Regions from separate parts of the Sus scrofa genome. Here region 1 is linked to region 2. The links are chromatin contacts, called in public HiChIP or PLAC-seq maps. All regions are on one chromosome and are shown on one strand. Each heading gives the region's core, a stretch centred on a gene start, on an enhancer-like site or on the middle of the called end of the contact. The rest is flanking DNA. Distances are from core to core; before and after follow the strand shown.

Region 1 (6,335 bases), core at 3,691-6,190, 250 kb before region 2:
GCTGTGGCCCTGGTATAGGCCGGCGGCTACAGCTCCGATTTGACCCCTAGCCTGGGAACCTCCATATGCCATGGGAGCAGCCCTAGGAATGGCAAAAAGACAAAAAAAAAAAAAAAAACACCAAAAACAAATGCCATAGGTGTGGCTAGAAAAAGAAGAAAAACATGGCTGGACCTTAAGAACTTCTAGAATGTTCCAGAATCTGTGTTGCTCTCAGGTCTCCTCCACATCTGCCTCATTCTTTTCCTGGCCCCTCCAGGTCCTTGGGCTCTTCAGTATGTGGGGAAACAGGGCTGAGGCTGCAGCCACAAGAGAGAGACTGGACTGACCCTCCAGGGTCAGCAGATTGTGGCGAGGCCTTGGGGAGGAGGCCATAGGTAAGTAAGCAGGTGCCCCAGTGGGGACCACAGATGGAGCAAAGGAAGGACATTCTTCCCTGAAGAGGGGGGTCCATCCATCCATGAAGCTTGGAGGTGGAAGGGGCTTTAGAAAGTATGACGGGTTCATATCTCAGGCTTGTTTTGTTTTTGTCTTTTGTTCTCTGGGGACCTTAGGGTCTCTGCCAGGAATCGGGGGCGGATGGGGACTCCGGCCACAGAAGGTTTGGAATGCTACCATGTGGAATGAGAAAGCCAACAAAACAGCAGAGGGATGCGGCGAGGCGGTCAAGGGTAGACAGCATCACTGTGCACTGGGATCAATCCAGATTTATTCACTTAGTGAGCGCAGTTGATGACAGTCTTCCTTATCTACCAGGATCCTGGACCCAGCACCAATAAAAACAAAACAAAACAAAAACCAGATTGTTGGGCTCTTCCAACTCTGGAGAGTGGAAATACAGGCACTCAGGTACGCGGCAGAGGAGAGGGCAGGGCTGAGGCAGGTGGAGACCTGCCCACAGATGGGGACACAGGGAAGTCATCAGGGAGGAGCTGACACACTATTGTGTCTCAGTGGTGTCCTTGTCATGGCCCTTCCCAGGGGAGATGATCCTGGGGGGAGGTGAACACATCCTAGTTTGCTCAGGAAAGTTCTATGTAATTATCCATGGAACCTCTTTCCTTTCTTTCTGTGTACATGTGTCTATGTGTTGGTTCTTATGTTTTTTTAAATTTTAATTGATGTATAGTTGATTTACAATGTTGTGTTCATTTTATTACACAGCAAAGTGATTCAGCTATGTATATATATGTATATATACTATTTAAAAAAATTTATTGGCATGTAGTTAACTTACAATGTTGTGCTGGTTTCAGGTGTACAGCAAAGCGAATCAGTTAAACATATATAGTCTCCATTCTTTTTTTTCCCCATGGGTTATTACAGAATATTGAGTAGATTTCTCTGTGCGGTACAGCAGGTCCTTGTCAGTTATCTATTCTCCACATAGTAGTGTGTATATGGAAATCCCATCCCCCAATTTACCCCTCCCCCCCCCAGTTTCCCCTTTGGTAATCATAAATTTAATTTTGAAATCTGCATTTGTATCTGTTTTATAAATAAGCTCTTTTGTATCATTTTTATTAGATTTCACATATAAGTGGTATCATATGACATTTGCTTTTCTTTGACTTCACTTAATGTGATAATCTCTAAATCCGTCCATGTTGATGCAAATGGCATTATTTCATTCTTTTTTATGGCTCAGTAGTATTCCACCGTGTATATGTACCATATATTTATCATCCATTCATCTATTGGTGGATATTTAGGTTGTTTCCATGTTTTGGCTATTGTGAATAGTGCTGCTATGAACATTGGGGTGCATGTATCTTTTCAAGTTACGGTTTTGTCAGGATATATACCCAGGAGTGGGATTGGTGGATCTTACGTCAACTCCATTTTTAGTTTTTTTGTTTCTGTTTTTGTTTTTTGTCTTTTTAGGGTTGTACTCGTGGCATATGGACGCTCCCAGGCTAGGGGTCAAATTGGAGCTGTAGCCACTGGCCTACGCCACAGCCACAGCAACACCAGATCTGAGCCACATCTGCAATCTATACCACAGCTCACTGCAAGCCTGGATCCTTAACCCACCGAGCAAGGCCAGGTATTGAACCTGCATCCTCATGGAAGCTAGTCCATGAGCGGATTCATTTCTGCTGAACCACGACGGGAACTCCCCTTTTTTTTTTTTGAGGAACTTCCATGCTGTTCTTCATAGTAGCTGCACCAATTTACATTCTTTCCAACAGTGTAGGTGGGATCCCTTGTCTCCACACCCTCTCCAGCACTTGCTATTTGTAGAGACTTTTTCTTTTTTTTTTGTCTGTACCTTCAGCATGTGGAAATTCCCAAGCCAGGGACGAAACCTGTGCCACAGCAGCAACCCAAGCCACTGCAGTGACAACTCCGGATCCTTAACTTACTGTGCCACAAGAGAACCCCTGTAGACTTTTTATTTTAATTATGGCCATTTTGATCAGTGTGAGGTGGTATCTGATTATAGTTTTGATTTGCATTTCTCTAATCATCAGCAATGCCCAGCACCTGTCTTTTCATGGATGACACCTCTTCATTATTCAGAGGTCCCAGTTTGAGTGCTGGGTCACTTGGTCAGTCAGCAGGTACTTGGTCAAGGGCTGAAGTGACTGGGGAACATGGCCCCTTAGGGATGTCACTTTTTTGTGTGTTGCAGTTTCAGGCCTGTTGATCACCCTGGCTCTCAACCTACTTCTCTCCTGTCAGTCCCACCCAGGGAAAATCTGGAAGTGTCTAGTGCCTGCAGATATGAGATCTAAAGAGAACTGACCAGGGTTGTTTAACAAATCCAACTAGGAACCATGAGGTTTTGGGTTCAATCCCTGGCCTTGCTCAGTGGGTTAAGGATCCGGTGCTGCTGTGACCTGTGGTGTAGGTTGCAGATGCGACTCGGATCCCGTGTTGCTGTGGCTCTGGCGTAAGCCAGTGGCTTCAGCTCCAATTAGACCCCTAGCCTGGGAACCTCCATATACCGCGGGAAGCAGCCCTAGAAAAGGTAAAAAGACTAAATAAATAAATAAATAGAACAGACCAGAGAAGGAAACACAGCTCGCCTCTCCTGCTGGTCCTGGAGGGAGAGGTCACACCCATGGATGCTCGAGGAAATGGCTCCATTGCTCCCTGGCAGCAGGCTAGGAAATACTGCCCACACCCCAACTGCAGTCCCCGAGGCCATCGGATACACCTGGGGCGCCTCAGGGCAGGAAGTCCCAGAAACCACATACAGTTTCTGACCAACCACTTCAGCTTTTTCTGGGCTTGAAAAAGACAGGGGCGGTGCAAGAATCATCTTTGGTTCTGCCGCAGTGGAGACCCATGACGTCTTGCTCCCAGTAGATTCTGCATGCATACTTATGTGACTGAATGGATGTCCCCCCTACCACAGACGGCAGCTGTCCCATCTCAGAGGCACCTCAGGTGGTGGCCTTGAACTTGGTGTCCAGACTGAAATGGGAAACCATACACCGTAAGAGGTGGAGCAGGTAAGGATGGGGGTGAGGGGAGGCTGGCAGGAGCGGAGGCAGGGTTTTGTTCCTGACCCTGCCTGGTGATCAGCTTATTCCCTAAAGCAGAAGGATTAATAACCAGGGTAATTTTATCCCTGTTAGAATGTAACTACAGATGTGGGCTTATTGGGCGAAACAGCTAATCCTTTCTACATTTGGCTTACTCGTGAAACTCGATGCCTGGAGTTGTCAAAAGCACTATTTGCACGAGGCCTGCTGCCCCTGAAACCTTTCTCTTCTGGGCCCAGTGGGCAGCTGTCCCACTGCGCTGGCACTTGCCTCTTGGGTGAGCTGACTCACTGGCCTGGTGATGGAAGGGGAGGGGAGAGGCCTGTGGGTATATATAGACCTAAAGTGAGGGAGAGGGTAGGTGAAGGAAAATACAAGATGTGGGGTGCGGGGAGAGGGTACACAGAGAGCCTGGAGAAAAAAAACTCTTGGGAAAATCTAAGGTTCATTGTGATCCCTCGTCCCCCAGGCTTAAGGCACGGGGGAGGCAGCAGGAGGAGGGAAGAAGGCGAGGGAAAGGGGGTACCCCTCGATAGGAGCCAGCAGGCATCCAGGGATCTGCAGCGTGGTGATGGCTGGAGGCGCAAAAGTCAGGAGACACAGTTAATCCAAGAGCTGTTGCTGCTGCTGCTGTTGCAGAGATGAAAGACTTTCCAAGCCAGTCAGTGATATGCTTGGAGCTTTCCCCTGTGCAGCCACCTGTGGTGAGTAACGGGAGACTTGGTTCCTCCTCCTGCACCCGGGGAGCCCCGGGAAATTGGGGGAGTGGGCGTGGCCAGGGTGGTGGGGCGGGGCCCCAGTGAGCAGGCGCCAGTGACCTCCCTCCCTCTTCCCCACCTCCCTCGGTCTAGGTCTCGAGCACCGCCTCCCGCTGGGTGTGGCCGAGCTTCAGACATTCCCCCCCCCCCCCCCCCCGCCCCATCCCGCCCCCAAACATCCCCCTCCTTTTCCACCGACTCCGCCCTTGATCGCCCTGGCCCACACAGTGCTACAGTGCGACACAGGAAGCCCCTCCTCCCTGCTACCCACCCGAGGCGGGGTGGGGGGGGGTGGGGGCGCGAACAGGTCGATACCCCCTCCTCCTACCCCGACCCCTCACGGACTTTTAGTTCGGGGCTGCTGGGTTAAAGCTTCATTCCAGTGTGCTGCATTCCAGAAACTTTAACAGATGCCCTGGCGTTCTTGGAAGACGCTGAGAGGGAAAGCGGCCGACGTCTCCACCCAAATGCCCCAGAATCAGATAGGACATTTGCCTCTGGTGCGGGGAGCAAAGGGCAGAGTGGCCAGAAGGCTTGTAATAAAAACCTCCCTTCCCTTCCCTCTGACCTGGGTCCTTCATTACTGACCCCAGCCCTTAAGAATCTGGAGCCTGCAACCCTCTCCACCTGGCGGGGCTGGTCAGGAGGCCGGGCGGGGAAGGATTCGGCCTCCTGGGCGGGTCCCGGGGTGGGAAGGCTCTCATCGCCATGGCAACGAGCTCTTCCCGTGGGAATAGCGAACTCTTGAACGTGCAGCACATGGGAAAGTGACCTACTGAGTGCCAGCTGGGGGTCCAGGCGGGCGGGTATGGGGGGGATCTGCAGGGAGAGGGCGCGCGACCGAGCTCGACATGCGACCCCCAAACCTGGATGCAGGGCCGCGCGCTTTTCTTCTGAGTCAGACGGGGCCACACAGGCAGGACACGTGATGCGCGGGGCTCTCCCCTGGCTGCCAGTTAGCAGCCAGATCTGCTGACTCGCTTAGAACAGCCGCTGCCCAGTGTTGGCCCGGGCTGGGTGGGACGGTTCCCTTCTGTGGGTCTGTTCCAGCGCCCTAGCTGGTGAGACCAGTAGCTCCTGTTGGGAGGACAGGCGTGTTGGCTGTGGAATTCAGTTCTACGTGGCTGAGGCCCCTGACTTCTTTTTACAATTTTTAAAGAAGTTGTAAAGGTTGTACTAACCTTTTAAAAAAGTGTAATTTCTTTTTTTAATTCAAAAAGATGAAAAGAAGGAACTGAACACAATCTGATCTACACCCTCCCCATCTTTCCACCCCAAAATAACGGACCACTGTTAACATTTTGTTATCATTCTTCCAAATTATGCCCACACCTAGGGGTGTACTAGTTACAAAAATTATGGTGCATATGATGTTTGTCGCCTGCATTTTCACTTAACTCACCACAGACCTGGAAAGATAGAGAAAACTCTGTATTATTATTTCTAAGGGCAACATAGGATTACTATAATTTATTAGCCAATTTGGTGTTGCTGGAAATTTAAATTTCTTTACAATTTTTTACTCTTCTACATGGCGACAGACATCCTTCTACCTACATTTTTTGCACCTAGCCTGTTAGTTTTCTTAAGGTCAACTTCTTGAAGTAGAATTACTGGGTCAGAATGTATGGATGTTTTAAATTTTGATGCTGGTTTATAAATCCTAGGTCTGTGGGCAGCTTTTGAGAGCCAGTGGACTTCATTTTCTCCCCCATCGGTCTTAGGAATAACACGGAAAAATTCATTATGTAGTTTGTATTCCTCCCAAAGCAATATCGGAAACAAGAGCTGTGAATAGTTTTTCCCAGAGGCGATCCAAGAAGCACGCTGCAAGTTCAGCAGGACAAGGTCCAGGAATGGATAGGTTACTGCTGTGGGCAGTGGGGCCCAGTCAGTCCCCCTGGAGGCCCTCTGGGAGATCACGTAGAACACGCCTGAGAATTGACCCCCAATCCTGTCGGCAGGGCATCAGCTCCTACATCTTCTGACTTCTCTCGTGGTTCTTTAGAAAACCTCTGCAGGTGAATTCTGAGGTAGGCCAAGGGGATGTGACTGTCACACCTCCAGCCATAGTTACACACGA
Region 2 (6,097 bases), core at 442-2,941:
CTCCCACTGTATGCATCTTTTATTTCTTCATTAAAGATTTAAGAGTTAACATTTTCTCAAGCAATTCTCTCCAATAAACAACTGCAACTTAAATATGATTGCGTTGCTAAGAAATATTAACCAGCATCTATCCTAAGGTTTCACAACACAATGGCATATAACTTCATTTTTAAACCAGTCCTACGTTTAATCAAATACGGTGGCTGTAAACATCAGCAACGGATGAGATGCATCTGAGAACAAAAAGAAATACAAGGACAGAGCCAAAAGTGATGAAAATGGAAGATACCTGTAGTAGCACAGTGCTGTCTCAAACACCTTTTGTTTTCTCAGAGTAATGCACACTGCAGACAAGACATTTTGTGCTAAACAGCCCCAAATCTGTTTTTCTAATATTAAACACAAAGGAAAAACACTGACAGCAAGCGTGGTAAATAAATCCCTCCCTTGAGAATGAAAGCAGCAAGACAAGAGGGGGCTGACATACATGCAGGAGAAAACTAAACACCATCTTTTTTCTACCTGCACAAGTTGCCATTTGCTGCAGCGATCCAGTAGCTCTTTTTCCTGTTGATTTCAAGTACCTTTCCGGATCGCTATTTTCCCCCTTAAGTCATCTGTTGATATGCCTTATGAGTGCAATATTCCTATCACACGATCTTTAGGAGAAAAATCCATTCTTTCCTGCTCAGGTAAACATGTTTACAGCAGCTGCACAGACGCTGGGTGGTTCAGACTCACATGTCACACACATGTCGTCAGCAACAAGAAAAGCCCCTTTCTCTGGCGACGAACATTTTAAATAAGGTAAAACGCGAACGGCCCTTTCCAAACCAACTTACCTTTCATAAAGCCACATCAGCAACAGCAGCCAACAGCTCAATACTGCACACACACTATTTGACGCTAAAACAGGAAATTAAAATTGCAATAGCTTATGCTCCGCTCCTGGTCGTTACAAGTAATCTCTCCACAATGAGGATACCAAATATTAGTTATCAATCACAACTAACAGACGTCTTCAAAATGCAAATGTGTGTTTGCCTAACTAAAATCCTTCATGAAAGCAGTGATTTTAATGTCGGCTCGGATATATTCAAAATACGTTTACGATCGGAAGGAAACATCTTTGAAACAGCTTTAAACCTTCCTATCTGCTCCTAGACAGGAAATCCCACACAAAATCTAAAATTGCCAGCAAAGGTTACAAAACCTCGCGTTTCGCATCCCGGAGGGGAGGGAGAAAGGGAGCCCGGGCATGGGGGTGGGGCGAGCGCCAGAGAGTTTTGACTTAAACCCGTATTTCCTCATTTTCTGGAGGACCCCGCTAGCCCCTTACAGGCGCCTTTATTTTCCTACTGGCAAAAACTCCTTTTAAAAATAACGTAGGAGTCCAAAGGAGCCCCTCAGTCCGCAATGTCCGTCCAATTCCTTATATAGACTCGGGCCGCAGCCGGCGGCAGGGCCGTTGCCGCCCATTATTCTCCAAACAGGTACCGGGCGGCGCACAAGTCGCGGCCCTCTCGCTACAGGAACTGTCCAGACAATAACAAGCAGCAGACATTTCGCTGCGGAGCCAGCGGGCACAGCATCGCCTCGAGATAAGCAGATAGGCAACCAACTTACACCGTCTCCCCAAACTGGAAAAGGCGACTGTGCAACCACCACCGCCACATGTTCGGGTCTCGCTCTCTTTCGCTATTATTAATAATAATAATATTATTTAAACTCTCACGCCAGGCAGAGGGGAGTGCGTCCGGGCACATCAGCACTAATCAATAAACACTGCGGCTGCAGCGCGGGCAGCAGCGCCCCGCGTCCGTCAGTCCGTCCGCCCCCTCCCCCACCCTCCTTCCACCCGAGACCCAGAGCCCTCTGAGCTCCATTATCCGGCTTCAGCGCTCCGCGCGTCCGGGCCAGGTAACAACTTCCCCCAAACCGAAAGAGAACCCCGGAGACACACGCACTGCACCCCGTCCCGGCACGGAGGTGGCGTCCTCCCGGGAGGGGATCTGTCTGTGGTGCTTCCCGGTCCCTGGGACCAGGTAACAACTCTGCCAACCCGCTGCCCCCCGCGGCTCCCACGGCCGCTGCTCGGGGCCCGCCCGCGCCCCCGCCGGCGCCCAGCGGTACGCGGACCCACTTGGGGCGCGGCGGCGGCGGGGGGCGCCCCGGGAGGAGGGGCGCTTAGGGACCCGCGACTCCGCGCCGCGAAACCCTGTCCCGCGCCGAGCGCGCCTCGCCGGCCCGTCCCAACTTTACCGCCGCCGGCCCTGCCGGGTCCGCCCGCTGCGCGCTCCGCGCCGCCCGCGCACACGCGCGCACGGGCGACACGCAGCCCGCGGCCGCCGCGTCCCGCCGCCGCCCGCCTGCCCGCCCGGCCGAGCCGTGGGGCCCGAGCGACCGCGCCAGCCGGGGCCGCGGAAGCCACTCCGCCCGGGCAGCGCCGGCACAAGTTAGTTCCTTGGTTCCCGGGGCCTCGGCGCCGCGGGGACGCAACGCCGGCGGCGCCGAGGGGCACAGGAGTGGGGAAAAGTGTGAAAAGAAGCAACAGCCGCTCCCCCCGAGCCCAGAAAAGTGGCGGCCGCGTCCCGGCCGCCCGCCCTGCGCCGGAGATGCGGCAGCGGCGGCGGCTAACGGTCCAGGGAGGCGGCAGGGGCGGCAGGAGCCGCTAGGCGGAGAGACCAGGTAAGAGACATAACGGTTCAGGGAGAGCGAGCGGCCGCGGCGCGGCTCCGGCGGCGGCGGCCGCGGAGGGGGGCAGAGAGCACTACTTTCTACTTTCCCACTCCACTTGGCCCGTCCCTGCCCGGCCACCCCCAGCCCGGCTCGCCCCCCTCGCCCCCGGGGGCGCCCCGGCCGCCCGGCTCCCCCTGACTCCGCTGCTCCCCGGTCCCCTCCGCCACTCACCGTTATTGCGCCGCGGGTTCGCCTGCTTTCTGCGCTTACACCTGGGGCCATCCGCCATGATCCTCTCGCTTGTGTCTAAATGCTCGAGTCACCACCTCCCCCTCCCTCCCCCTTCCCCCCCAACCCCTCCGCCTCCACCCCTCCCCCCTCCCCACCGCACCTGGTTTACGACACTCGCGGCTTTACGACATCACCTTCCTTACACCTAGAGCCGCTCGCTCTACGGCCGGAACCTTGTTGCTAGGGAGTGGACGGTTTGCGGCAGCTGGAGGAGCAGCTGAGTTTGAACCGAGTGGCAAGAGAAAAGTTCCCCCAGGTGTCGCGGGCGGGGGGCGGGGGCGCTGGGAAGCGATACGGACGTGGTACGAAGGGCGACTGGCCGTCGGAGGGAGAAAGGTAAAGGAGGAGGCTCTGGACTGGCCACACCCGCCGCGGCCGCCAGGGGCATGTTTGGTTCTGGCTGATTCTCGGGATCCTGCGCCCTGGGGACTGCCCTTCGGAATGGCCGCAGTGACCTGTCCTCCCTCTTCCTCCGGTGGGGCTCACGTACCCCGGGGCCGCCCAGGGATTCTCCGGAATCAGAAGGAGGCAGGTTCGCGGAGCAGCGAGAGGCTACCCCCCGGGAGAGGCTACCTGAGCCCCGGACTTCTGGTCCCCCCCTCCTCCTCCGATGCACGGTTTTTCCCTGCGCTAACTGGGATGGGAAGTGACTTCAATTAAATAGAAGTTCAGCTGGACCGAAAGAGGGGCGAGAAGTTCCGCTTGCGAGTCACCTCGGCGGTAAAGCGGAATGAGTAATCCCCACGCCGGCCTGTCTCACTTCCTCCTCCTCGCTGGGCGCGCTCACCTGCTGTCACCTCGGCTTCCCCCACCCTGCCGCCAGCCGGCCCCAGTCCTCCTCTCTCCGCCCCCACCTCCATGAGTAGAAGGGCCGGATCGGAGGCGTCTAAACGTAGAGTTAAGGTATAAACAGGCCACGACTTACTACCTGGATAGGCAACTGTCGCTGTAGAAGACCTTGCAGCAAGAAACAGACTGGGAGACGTTGTCTTGGAGACCGATGGATTGATTGCGGTCTTATCAAGTCAGGTCTCTGACTTGGGGCAAGTTTAAGGGATTTCTGAAACGTAGATAACACCATCAAGTACCGAGAAAATCAAGTTTTCAGTATCGAGCAGGACTTGGCTTTCCACTCCTCCCCACCTTCAAATGAGGAAATGTCTTTGAGACCGTCTCTGGAATGAATGACTTGAGCTGTATTTCAAATTGTACTGTAGAAGTTGGTAGGGAAATTGTGGAAAGTGAAACGTAGCATACAGAGTATTAGAAATAACAGTACATCACCCAGCATAGTGCTGTCACATAGTAGGTGCTCAATAAATGTATGCCTGTAATTTTTGCCATACCTATGGTGGGACTTTTTTTATACGATGTTAATCTTTTAAACATTCTTCACAATTTTAGAAGATTCATTAATAATCTTTTCCAACCTTTCAACTGAAATAAATTTATAGCTGAAGTCTGGTGATTTAAAATTAGAAAGTTTAATCCTGAATATAGATGAACATTTTCTCTCACGTTTGCTTTGGCATTTTGAGACGTGAATGCATTAATTATTGCTGCATGAGATGTGACTGTAAATATTCTTTGCTATACGTTATGTCTGTATATCTATTCTCCAATGCCAAAACCAGAATCATCTTTTTTTTTTTTTTTCTTTTTTGGCCTCACCTGCAGCATATGGAAGTTCCTGGGCCAGGGATCAAATCTGAGCCGCAGCTGTGGCCATGCCTGATCCGTAGCCTGCTGTGCTACAGCAGGAACTCCTAGAATCATCACTCTAATTATCATTTTACATACCGGCAGTCCTGGCTTTCCTCAATACCATATTAATCGAACTTGCACATGTGAGAACCCTGATGCTATTGCTTTGCTTGGTTCAAGTGGTGATTTTTCCCTCCCTTCTTAAGAGCTATGTAATGTTCTTGGATTTCCACCTGTATCAGCTTATAAACTTTATCCTTTGCCAGCATCTCCCTGCTCCCTCAACGCACACACAACTTTTTTACAGCTACCCTAATTTCCAGTCAGAAAGGAAAAAAGACTTTCTAACTCTTGTACACATTTCACGTTTAAACTTATGAAGCATCACACATGCCATTTCTCTTTCTGAGATGCCAGTTCCTGTATCTCCCCACTAGGCTTTCCTCAATGTTCATCCTCACTTTGAAATCAGAGACAAGTGAAGGGGGAAGCCAAGTAGAAGTCATCTTCCTTACTTGAGTGGTTACTAGTTGAGTTATTTTGGGCCAGACTATTCAAAGCCTTGTAGACAGATACCTCTTTTTTTTTCTTTTTGCTTGTTCATTTCTGTGCCCTCAGCACCTAGCAGAATATCTAGTCACATAGTAGATGCTCGGTAGGTAAATAAAAGCAATGCTTTTAATTTAAAAGTTCTGTTGGGAATTCCCATTATGGCTCAGCAGGTTAAGAATCTTGACTAGTATCCATGAGGATGCAGGTTTGGTCCCTGTCCTCTCTCAGTGGGTGAAGGATCTGGCGTTGCCACAAGCTGTGGTGTAGGTTGAAGACAAGGCTTGGATCTTGTGTGGCAGTGGTATAGGTGGGCAGCTGTAGCTCTGATTAGAACCCTAGCCTAGGTACTTCCATATGCCAAAGGTGTGGCCCTAAAAAGACAAAAGTGCTGTTGATGTTTTCTGAATCTGCTCTTTGGCTCTAAGGTGTTGTTTATCTGCCTTCATCATATTAGTTCTTAGAACCAGGTGAAGTCATGGATGTAAAAGCTGTTGGCTGTCATTTATATTCTGCCTTATTTTGAGACTAATACCTCTTGATTTTAGATTCTCCATAATTATTTTGTCCAAATGATTGATCCTGCTCACTTGTTTTTTAACTATGCATGGAAAATATTAATATTTCAAATTTCCTGATACAAAATTTTGATTTTATAAAATCCTTTCATAATTATATATATAATTTTAACATGTGGTTAATACACTTCATTTACTGTAGTGTTCCCCAAATTATTGCAATCTAGGCTGGAAAGAAAGCAGCAAAGTAAATCTCAGAATAGATTGCTGCTTTCAACCTGATGCCTATGTGATGGTTGCTTCTTATCTCTTAAATATAACTAAAGAATTGGACAGAATCTTTAGAGTAAATTTAG

The links. HiChIP or PLAC-seq counts read pairs in DNA pulled down with a chosen protein or histone mark.
Region 1: a contact with region 2 is called in an H3K27ac HiChIP or PLAC-seq map of skeletal muscle. The contact joins the enhancer-like site here to the promoter of ZNF438 in region 2. A contact is called at or near these places in 1 of 5 promoter capture datasets (fetal liver), 6 of 47 Hi-C or Micro-C datasets (embryonic fibroblasts, heart right ventricle, liver and 2 more) and 1 of 2 datasets of contacts at active chromatin or transcription factors (skeletal muscle).

What each region holds. Positions count from the first base shown.
Region 1 is chr10:42,259,081-42,265,415 of Sscrofa11.1, reverse strand. LOC102164518 (a long non-coding RNA gene) reads left to right here. Exons shown (of 6, transcript XR_305912.3): 2 at 260-377; 3 at 555-849; 4 at 3,365-3,461; 5 at 3,964-4,198. Among named protein-coding and RNA genes, the nearest start is that of ZNF438, 250 kb to the right of the region's middle. Within about 2 kb of position 4,940, at least 69 of the 83 cell types and tissues checked have an H3K27ac peak or open chromatin away from gene starts, as enhancers often do. A contact at or near this core is called in embryonic fibroblasts, fetal liver, skeletal muscle and 1 more, where this site is marked.
Region 2 is chr10:42,009,985-42,016,081 of Sscrofa11.1, reverse strand. It overlaps ZNF438 (zinc finger protein 438), which reads left to right and starts at 1,691. Exons shown (of 19, transcript XM_021064197.1): 1 at 1,691-1,920. It overlaps ZEB1 (zinc finger E-box-binding homeobox 1), which reads right to left and starts at 2,968. Exons shown (of 11, transcript XM_021064196.1): 1 at 2,911-2,968. The coding sequence starts at 2,968. It overlaps LOC110255584 (a long non-coding RNA gene), which reads right to left and starts at 1,602. Exons shown (of 5, transcript XR_002336134.1): 1 at 843-1,602.